Linked DNA regions of Bos taurus: region 1 is linked to region 2. Evidence: chromatin contacts called from public Hi-C data. All regions are on one chromosome and are shown on one strand. Each heading gives the region's core, a stretch centred on a gene start, on an enhancer-like site or on the middle of the called end of the contact. The rest is flanking DNA. Distances are from core to core; before and after follow the strand shown. Region 1 holds the start of SLC35C2 (solute carrier family 35 member C2). Region 2 holds the start of CD40 (CD40 molecule).

Region 1 (4,433 bases), core at 644-3,143, 250 kb before region 2:
GTTTTGGGGCCTACTGCAACCTGCCTTTTGCCTACTTTTCTAACGCATAGTTTTTGTCAACTTCTTGTAAACAAGTGGGTCCCAAGCCAGATTCCAGCCTTCTCCTCGCCTGTTTCTCCTGCCTGGGATGTTCTCACTTACTCAACTTCCTGAAGTTGAGACCATGCTCATAAAATTTTCAGGCACTCAAAATGTCTCACCAATGTTTACTATTTGTTCCCTCCCAAGATGGACCACCTGACCTGCTTCTTGAGAAACCTATATGCAGATCAGGAAGCAACAGTTAGAACTGGACATGGAACAACAGACTGGTTCCAAATAGGAAAAGGAGTACGTCAAGGCTGTATATTGTCACCTTGCTTATTTAAAACATGCAGAATACATCATGAGAAACGCTGAGCTGGAAGAAGCACAAGCTGGAATCAAGGTTGCCGGGAGAAATATCAATAACCTCAGATATGCAGATGACACTACCCTTATGGCAGAAACTGAAGAGGAACTAAAAAGCCTCTTAATTAAAGTGAAAGAGGGGAGTGAAAAAGTTGGCTTAAAGCTCAACATTCAGAAAACGAAGATCATGGCATCTGGTGCCATCACTTCATGGGAAATAGATGGGGAAACAGTGGAAACAGTGTCAGACTTTATTTTGGGGGGCTCCAAAATCACTGTAGATGGTGATTGCAGCCATGAAATTAAAAGACATTTACTCCTTGGAAGGGAAGTTATGACCAACCTAGATAGCATATTCAAAAGCAGAGACATTACTTTGCCAACCAAGGTCCGTCTAGTCAAGGCTATGGTTTTTCCAGTGGTCATGTATGGATATGAGAGTTGGACTGTGAAGAAGGCTGAGCACCGAAGAATTGATGCTTTTGAACTGTGGTGTTGGAGAGGACTCTTGAGAGTCCCTTGGACTGCAAGGAGATCCAACCAGTCCATTCTGAAGTAGATCAGCCCTGGGATTTCTTTGGAAGGAGTGATGCTAAAGCTGAAACTCCAGTACTTTGGCCACCTCATGTGAAGAGTTGACTCATTGGAAAAGACTCTGAGGCTGGGAGGGATTGGGGGCAGGAGGAAAAGGAGACGACAGAGGATGAGATGGCTGGATGGCATCACTGACTCGATGGACGTGAGTCTGAGTGAACTCCAGGAGTTGGTGATGGACAGGGAGGCCTGGCATGCTGCAATTCATGGGGTTGCAAAGAGTCGGACACGACTGAGTGACTGAACTGAACTGAACTGAACGGATCTTCTAAGTCCTGAAACCTGATGCCTCCGACATCACTCCCTAGCTAGCTTTTTCCCATAGGAAAAAGCCCAGGAGAGATCCAAGTGTTTCCATGGTTGCCCAGCACTGGGTTGCAGCTGCTGCTAAGTCGCTTCAGTCGTGTCCGACTCTGTGCGACCCCATAGACAGCAGCCCACCAGCCTCCCCCGTCCCTGGGATTCTCCAGGCAAGAACACTGGAGTGGGTTGCCATTTCCTTCTCCAGTGCATGAAAGTGAAAAGTCAAAGTGAAGTCGCTCAGTCGTGTCCGACTCTAGCGACCCCATGGACTGCAGCCTACCAGGCTCCTCCGCCCATGGGATTTTCTAGGCAAAAGTACTGGAGTGGGGTGCCATTGCCTTCTCCGCACGCACCTTGGTTGACCAGGACCTCGGTTGATCACAGGAGACACAACCAAGGGGAATGCTCAGGCCGGGTCCCTGGGGAGCCAAGGCGCACAGCACGCGATTTCGCAGACCGCACGAGAGGACCGGCCCCCGATACCGCCCAGCCCCGCCCAACACGACCCCGCCCCCGACACGCTCCGCCCCTAGCCCCGGCCCCACCCCCAGCGGCTTCCGGCAGAAGCGCCCCCTAGCGGCGGCGGTGGGCCTCGCATTTCCGGCAGGAGGATCCGGGCCTGCAGCGCCGTCAGGGCGAGGTGAGTGGGCGCGCGGCGGGCCTTCCGCGCGCTCCCGGGGTTGGAGGGGGACCCGGGCGGGGCTGCAAGCGGGGTCCAGGCTCGGCGCCGCGCGCCGCTGCCGCGGGGCCCATCGGGGTCCTGCTCTTCCCGGGCCTCGGTATCGCGATCGTGGAGGGGCCTGGGCCTCCGCGCTCTTTCCCCGCGCCGGGACCCAGGCGGGCATCGCGCTGACCCGGCCCAGCACTTGGAGAGGCCGCATCCCGCCGTGGGGTGGGAGTCATGGGTGGGTGGTAAACACGTGGACAAACAAGGAAACGTCAGGTAGTGGGAGGTGCCACCAGGATTAGAGGCCCCGCTCCCCACACCCCTACCCCGCCCCAGGCCCCGAGATGTTCAGCCAAGCAAAGATCCGCGGCCGCGAATACAAAGAAGGACACGGACCTGATGTGTTGGACAAATGGCCAGGGGCCAGCGTGGCGGGTGCGGGGTGGGGAGGAGAAGATGAGGTTGCAGAAGCTGGCAGAGGCCGGAGGCTGGGAGGCCTTCCCCTCGGGTCTGCTGAGGAGTTGGGATTAACCCTATGAGGGCCTGGTCTGCTTTCTGTGCTCAGGCCACCTCTGCGGCTGGATGGCTGCCTCCAGGCTGTAGGAGGAATTGGAAGCAGGAACACCAGTGAGGGGCCTCGTTAACTTTCGAAAAGGTGCTCCCTGTGGGCTGGGATCCTCACGGGGACTTCCCGAAGGTGGCGGGCCTGGGCTGGCTCCTTGAAAGAAGGGCAGGATTTGAATAGTGGAGGGAGCGCGTACATGGCAGTGTTGGAGCCGGAACCACTCCAGAAGCCAGAAGATGTAAGAAGACAATTCCCAGCAGGGTGCTGACCGTCCTCATGTGGGAGCCCAGGGCAAACCATGGAGAGGGAGTGCCAAGAGATAGCTCGCCTAGTACCAGCAGCCCCCCCGCCCCCGCCCCACGTTAACAGTTGGCAACATCTGGAGACATTATTGGTCGTCCCAACTTGCGGGAAAGGGATGCTCCAGGCCTCTTGTGCATAACGACCAGGGATGCAGCTAAACATCCTCCCGTGCACAGACAGGGTTTCTCCCAGCCAAGGATTATCTAGCCCCAAATAGCACTAACGCCACAGTTGGGCAGCCTTGGTACAGAGGAAGGAGCGTGGGCCTGGAGTTCTGTCAGAGGTGGGTTTGGTGCCCACATGCTCCACTCTGGCCACGTGAAGGAGTCTGACGCGGGGAGCACAGGTTTCCAGAATTTCCCGAAGAGAACCACAGCCTCTGATGTCCTTCGGGCCTTGCACCAGTTCCCACAAGGGGCAGGGGACACAGTAAGCCAGGCTCCAGAGTACAGAACTGAGTGCTTTCCTTTTGGAAAGGACTGGGGGTGGGGGAGGTAAGATATGTCAGATCGGAAGGCTTCCAGAAGGAGGTGGCATTTCAGCAGAGAGGAGCGTGGGGAAGGAGAGACACACAGATGGGGCTGCAGGTGGGTCACACTTGACCCGGGTCCACCTGGTCTTCCCCCTCCCCAACCTGCCAGCTCTGGACGCTCATTAGACTTGGCTGGATTGATAAGGCGGCAGGGCTTGGTTTCATTGGTTTTCTTTGGCTGAGACTTGAAGGCAGGCATCGCCTCTTTGGAAGTAGTTGTTAGAGGCTAAGGCACAGGAGGCATTAGTTTTCTGGTTCATTTTCAATGCCTCGAAGACCAGATTGTCCCCTGAAAATTACGTGCCCTCTCTCATCGAACCACATAGGGAACACAGAGTGCCAGGCAGCTATAAGCTGTCATGAACACCACGCCTCCTGTGTGCCTGAGGCTCACCGCCCAATGATGGGGCACACAGCCGGCTCTCAGGCCTGGCACACGTGTGATGACGGAGGAGTGGGGGAGCAGCCATGTCTCGGGGCCTGTGGGGGCAGCGCTCCCCCAGGAAGAGCCATCCGAGCTGATGATCAGTAGAACCGCAGAGGAGGGAATGCAGGGCATGCAGAGCATTCGGCTCCCTGTGGCAGCAGGGAAGAGCCTGATGTGCCTAGGGAAAAGCAGGCCCTGGGTGAGACGGGCAGGCCTCCTTAGCCAGGGGAGGGTCTTGGTCTTGCTGTAAGAGCCCTGGCAGCTGCTGAAGGGCTGCAGCTGCTCTGACATGATCACATTTGCATTTTTAAAAGGTCACTTTGGTGCGAATTCACGGAGAAGAGCTCGAGGTGACAGGAGAGTGGAGGTGACAGGTTGTGGGGAGTCCCGTGGCCTGGGCAGCCCCTGCTCCCTGCAGGCCAGGGCCGGGGTGGCCGTGTTGGGTCACCCGCTCCCTGCCCCAGCCAACCGGCGTGGCCCTTTTCCTCTTTCTAGTCTCAGCTCTGGGGTCCAGCGAGCCGCGTCCACCGTGATCATGGAGAGGGTCAGCTCGGTCCACCAGCCCCGAAGGTGAGGACGGCACCTGGGGCTCCCTGGACGATTCCAGATCATGGAAGCGGCAGCCAGGAGGCGTGCTTGCTGAAAGTCGCAG
Region 2 (4,704 bases), core at 965-3,464:
GCCTGCCCCACAGATTAGGACTTCCTAGGTGGCCCTGGTGGTTAAGAACCCGCCTCCCAATACAGGAGACATAAGAGACATGGGTTTGATCCCTGGGTCAGGAAGACCCTCTGGAGGAGGATATGGCAATTCACTCCAGTTTTCTTGCCTGGAGAATCCCATGGACAGAGGAGCCTGGCGGGCTACAATCCATGGTGTCACAAAGAGTCAACTGAAGCAATTTAGAATGCACGCATGCACAGATTAGGTTGTGAAGATGAGAAAGAATGGATGAATATGGCCTGGTACAGTGTCCAGAACATAGGAGGTGCTCATTAAATGGCACTTTTAATTATCATACATACATAAGTATCTGCTGGGTTGCCCAGCACCCTGGCTACCAGGAACCTACCTAATTGGTGCTTCTCATTCAACTCAGGGCCGGTAGGGGTGGGGGGAGGGTGGTGAATTACTTACAGAAGTGTATCTTATCCCAAGCAGGGAAGGAAACAGCAAAGGTCACTGCTCCCGCCATCACATCACAACACACCATCCCGTGAACGTTCTCCCCACAAGCCCATGGACCTTCCCCCCACACTCCCAGAGCAATAAAAGTCCTCTATGCCATTTTCAAACATATGAGAAATATAGCCCCTCCTCTGAAAATGTGTCGAATCCCCAGTTCCCACGTCATAGTTTCAAGCCTTCTGACATGCGGTAGCTCAGGACCAAGGCTTGGAAACTCTCACCATCTGAGAGGCTGGCTCAGAAATCAGGCAGATGTACATTTATCAGCAGGTTCCATCTAGCTAAGTGGATTGCGGCAAGCCATTTTCTCTCTCTGAGCCTCAGTTTGCTCATCTGTATAATGGGGGAGTTGGAAGAAATCAGACCAAGAATGCATGTAAAGTATTTGGCTCAGAGCCTGACACACAGGAAACTCTCAGTAAATAACCTCAGATATTGTTGTCACAGCCTAGTCTCCACCTGGAGCTAAAACTGGGACTTTGCTCTTGAGAAGCTCAGACCACCTTTCACCCTATCCCCACTGGCTTTTCCTCCACTTCTCCTCCAAGAGCCCCCTTCCTGCCTCCTTACTCCCTAAGAGCCATTGCTTACAGTGAAAATGAAAGTGCTGGGGCCAGAGCAGCTTCCCCACAGCATCTCTCCCCTTGCTGCCGACCCCCTACTTCATGGGTCATTCCTGCCCTGCCTTCATGCCAGAAAGTACAGCCCTTGAAATTTAGGGGGAGACCAGAGGGGTGGGGATGACAGTGTCAGGTACTTGGGGGATTCCCAGCCTCCAGAATGAGGAACTACAAAAATACATTTAAACTAGAAGCGAGTCAAGTGTGGAACTCTGAAAATCCCGGAGATATGCTTGGTTGGGCATATCTGAGCCCTTCTGGGGTACCTGGAGAAACCCCTGCTGGTCTCCCAGCCCTTTCATGGTCCCATGAACTGTTCAGTTCCCCCGAGAGTCCCCTATGTCATCTTAAATTCAGGAGGCAGGGACACAGCCTTGGGTATTCCTCCTATGTTGGGGGTTGGGGAGGATCACCAGGATTTGGTTCTGGAGTGGGAACGTTAAAAGCTCCTTGCCTTCTCAGAGAAGCACCTGGGCCACTGCCCTCATCCCTTGCTCCCGCAAGATGTCCTGGAAGAAGGCCACCCCAGCTGGCAAGGAGGTGATAACCACTCACAGAGGCTGGCATCTATCCACATTGGGAAAGAGACAGGAAACCGGCTAGACCCGCCCCTTCCCTTGGCTGGCCTCCCTTCTCACTTCTGAAACCCCTCACCGTCTCTTTGGGGCCAGCCTTCGAGGCAGACCCAGACTCTACAGTTTTTTGACCAGATAAAGGCTTAAGGCTGCCGAAACCCCCAACCTCATCTGCGCTGCCTAGGCGTTTCCTGCGGCGACCCCACTAGGCGCCCTCTGTGGGCCACCTGGACCCCCACCCCTGCCCGGGAGGAGAGAGAAACAGTCCATCTCATTCAGCCATGACCCCGGGTACCCTACCCAGCTTCCCAAAATCAGCTCAGAAGGTTCCCTGCCCGAAGTATCGCTTCTCTTCCCATTCCCTACTCTCTAATCTCAAATTCCCGCCTCTGGTCGGAACGGAATTTCAACTTACGGCGGTCAGAAAGAAGCCCCAGAAGAGACACTGCAGTGGCAAACGAACCATGGCGAGGTGAGAACCCGGCGGCCGGAGGAGAGCGCGCCGGGACTTGGCCGCTTCCAGTTCCCCTGTCCTGGCCCGGGAGCCCGCCCAGGAAAGAAGCGGGGTCTTCGGGGACCAATCGCAGCCAGCCTCGCTAGCGGAGGGGCGGAGCTCCCGGAGACACACCTCCCTGGGATTTCCCCCAGGACATTCCCGGGGAGTCTAATTCCCCAAGGAGTTTAGGGACGCGCTTTGGGGAAGGAAGCGGGGAGAAGAGGGGAAAGCGTGGTTCCAAGGAGAGCTCTTCATGGGACCCCCCCACCCCCCCGCGCACCCTAGGACTACAAAGGCCGAGCAGGAGGGAGGCAGCCGCTTTCTGGGGATGGGGATGAGGAGTTGGGAGAGAGGCGAAGGGAGTGGAAAGAGATCCCTATGGGTGTTGAGAAGACTCCCCCACCCTGCCCCGTTCTTCCCCGCCGCCTCCGGCAATCCCGGCGGAACCGAAAGTGTCGAACGCCGCGGATGGAGAGGCCTAAGGAAGTTCCCAGAAAACGGGAAGGCCACGGCTGGGTAGTGGAAGGAGGGTTGGGGGAGGGGGGCCTTTCAAGGAAAAGAGTTTCCCAACGTACAGTTTCGCTCTCTTTCAAAGGAAATTCCCTCGCGTGGGCGCTGCGTCCCAGCGCGCCCCCTCCCCCATCCCATCCATCCATCCATGCGTGCAGTCCCCACCAGACTCTATTCCATTCCAGTTCCTTTCCGCTACGTGAAAACAGGCACTTAGACTAGACCAGTCTTTCGTGGGCTCGCAGGACCCCTTGAGAATCTTAGGAGACTGGAGACCCCCTAGTTCTGCAGAAGCACACGTCCTTGTAGCGATTATTTCCCCAGTTCAGACCCTCCAAGCCTTTCCTGAACCAGTATTAACACTCTGCTCTGCAGCAGGGAACACCTGGGTTCTGGCCTAGGCTCTGCTTCTGATGGGCTGGGTGTCCTTGAGCCTCGGTGTGCTTCAGTGAAACCTAAGGAGCTTGAACTAGAGGGTGTTTGGGGTGATGACTCTCCAAGCTCTGAGTTTCTGGGCAGGGTCAAAAGGCCAAACTGCACAGAGCAGAGAGGACGGGAGAGAGCTGCTAACCCCATTCTCCTGGCTTCTGCTGCAAAGGGCACATTTGCAGACCTGTAGATTCTACCTTCAGGATCCATTCCCTCTCTTCTATCCCCTCTGCCACAACTTTAATTCAGAGGCTCGGCATCTTTCACCTGGACTGTCACAACAGCCTCACTCATACAGTTAAGTATTTGTTGAGTCTCTGCTATGTTCCAGGTAATTCTGAGCCCTATCTCTCTCTCACTGTGCACATTGTTGCAATTCTGTTTGTAGGATCTGGTCTGATGGGGGCACTTCACTGCTTAAAAACCTTTTTGCGCTGCTCTGTACCCTTGGAGAAGACTCTTGAGAGTCCCTTGGACTGCAAGGAGATCCAACCAGTCCATTCTGAAGGAGATCAGCCCTGGGATTTCTTTGGAAGGAATGTTGCTGAAGCTGAAACTCCAGTACTTTGGCCACCTCATGCGAAGAGTTGACTTACTGGAAAAGACTCTGATGCTGGAAGGGATTGGGGGCAGGAGGAGAAGGGGACGACAGAGGATGAGATGGCTGGATGGCATCACTGACTCGATGGACGTGAGTCTGAGTGAACTCCGGGAGTTGGTGATGGACAGGGAGGCCTGGCGTGCTGCGATTCATGGGGTCAAAAAGAGTCGGACACGACTGAGCGACTGAACTGAACTGAGACCCTGTTGTTGTTGTTCAGTCACTGAGTCTTGTCCAACTCTCTGCAACCCCATGGACTGTAGCACACCAGGTTCCTCTGTCCTCCACTATCTTCCAGAGTTTGCTCAAATTCATGTCCATTAAGTCGGTGATACTATCTGATCATCTCATCCTCTGTCACCCCTTCTCCTTTGCCTCCTTTGTCTTTTCCAGCATCGGCTTTTCACATCAAGTGGCCAAAGTATTGGAGCTTCAGCTTCAGCATCAATCCTTCCAATATATGTTCAGGGTTGATTTCATTTAGTATTGACTGGTTTGATCTCCTTCCTGAACAAGGGACTCTCATCTGAGGATGGTCCAAACTCCTTCTCCTGGTGCAGCTGAGTCTCCACTCAGCCCCACCCTCTTTTCCCACGTTCACACCCTGCCGTGTCCTACCATGCATGCTGGCTTCAAGCATCCTCGCCTTTTCCTCACTTTCCAAAGGCACAGTCGTTTTTTTCTTCTGTCTTGCTGTTTTCCTCCTTCCTTCTCCTTCCTCGAATGAGTTTAAATTTTACCTTCTCTTTAGATAAACCTCCTCTTAACTCCCTGAGACAGAAGTAGATACTGCACCCCACCTTCGCCCCTGCTCCCATGTTCCCACAGCATTAATATGCTGAATTCTCAACCCATATGCCTGGCCCCATTTGATGGTGAGCTCTTTGAGGGCAGGACTGAATCTGTCCCAGTCCTGGGCACCAACACATTTGCTGAATGAATAAATAAGTGAGTAGGTTCAATAAC

Evidence for each region. A called contact is a pair of places that touch in the nucleus more often than the background predicts.
Region 1: a contact with region 2 is called in a Hi-C map of skeletal muscle, with 3 times the contacts expected there. The contact joins the promoter of SLC35C2 here to the promoter of CD40 in region 2. A contact is called at or near these places in 2 of 11 Hi-C or Micro-C datasets (blastocyst and skeletal muscle).

Annotation. Positions count from the first base shown.
Region 1 is chr13:75,086,578-75,091,010 of ARS-UCD2.0, reverse strand. SLC35C2 (solute carrier family 35 member C2) reads left to right here and starts at 1,893. Exons shown (of 9, transcript NM_001046174.1): 1 at 1,893-1,927; 2 at 4,277-4,433.
Region 2 is chr13:74,839,928-74,844,631 of ARS-UCD2.0, reverse strand. CD40 (CD40 molecule) reads right to left here and starts at 2,214. Exons shown (of 9, transcript NM_001105611.2): 1 at 2,118-2,214. The coding sequence starts at 2,168.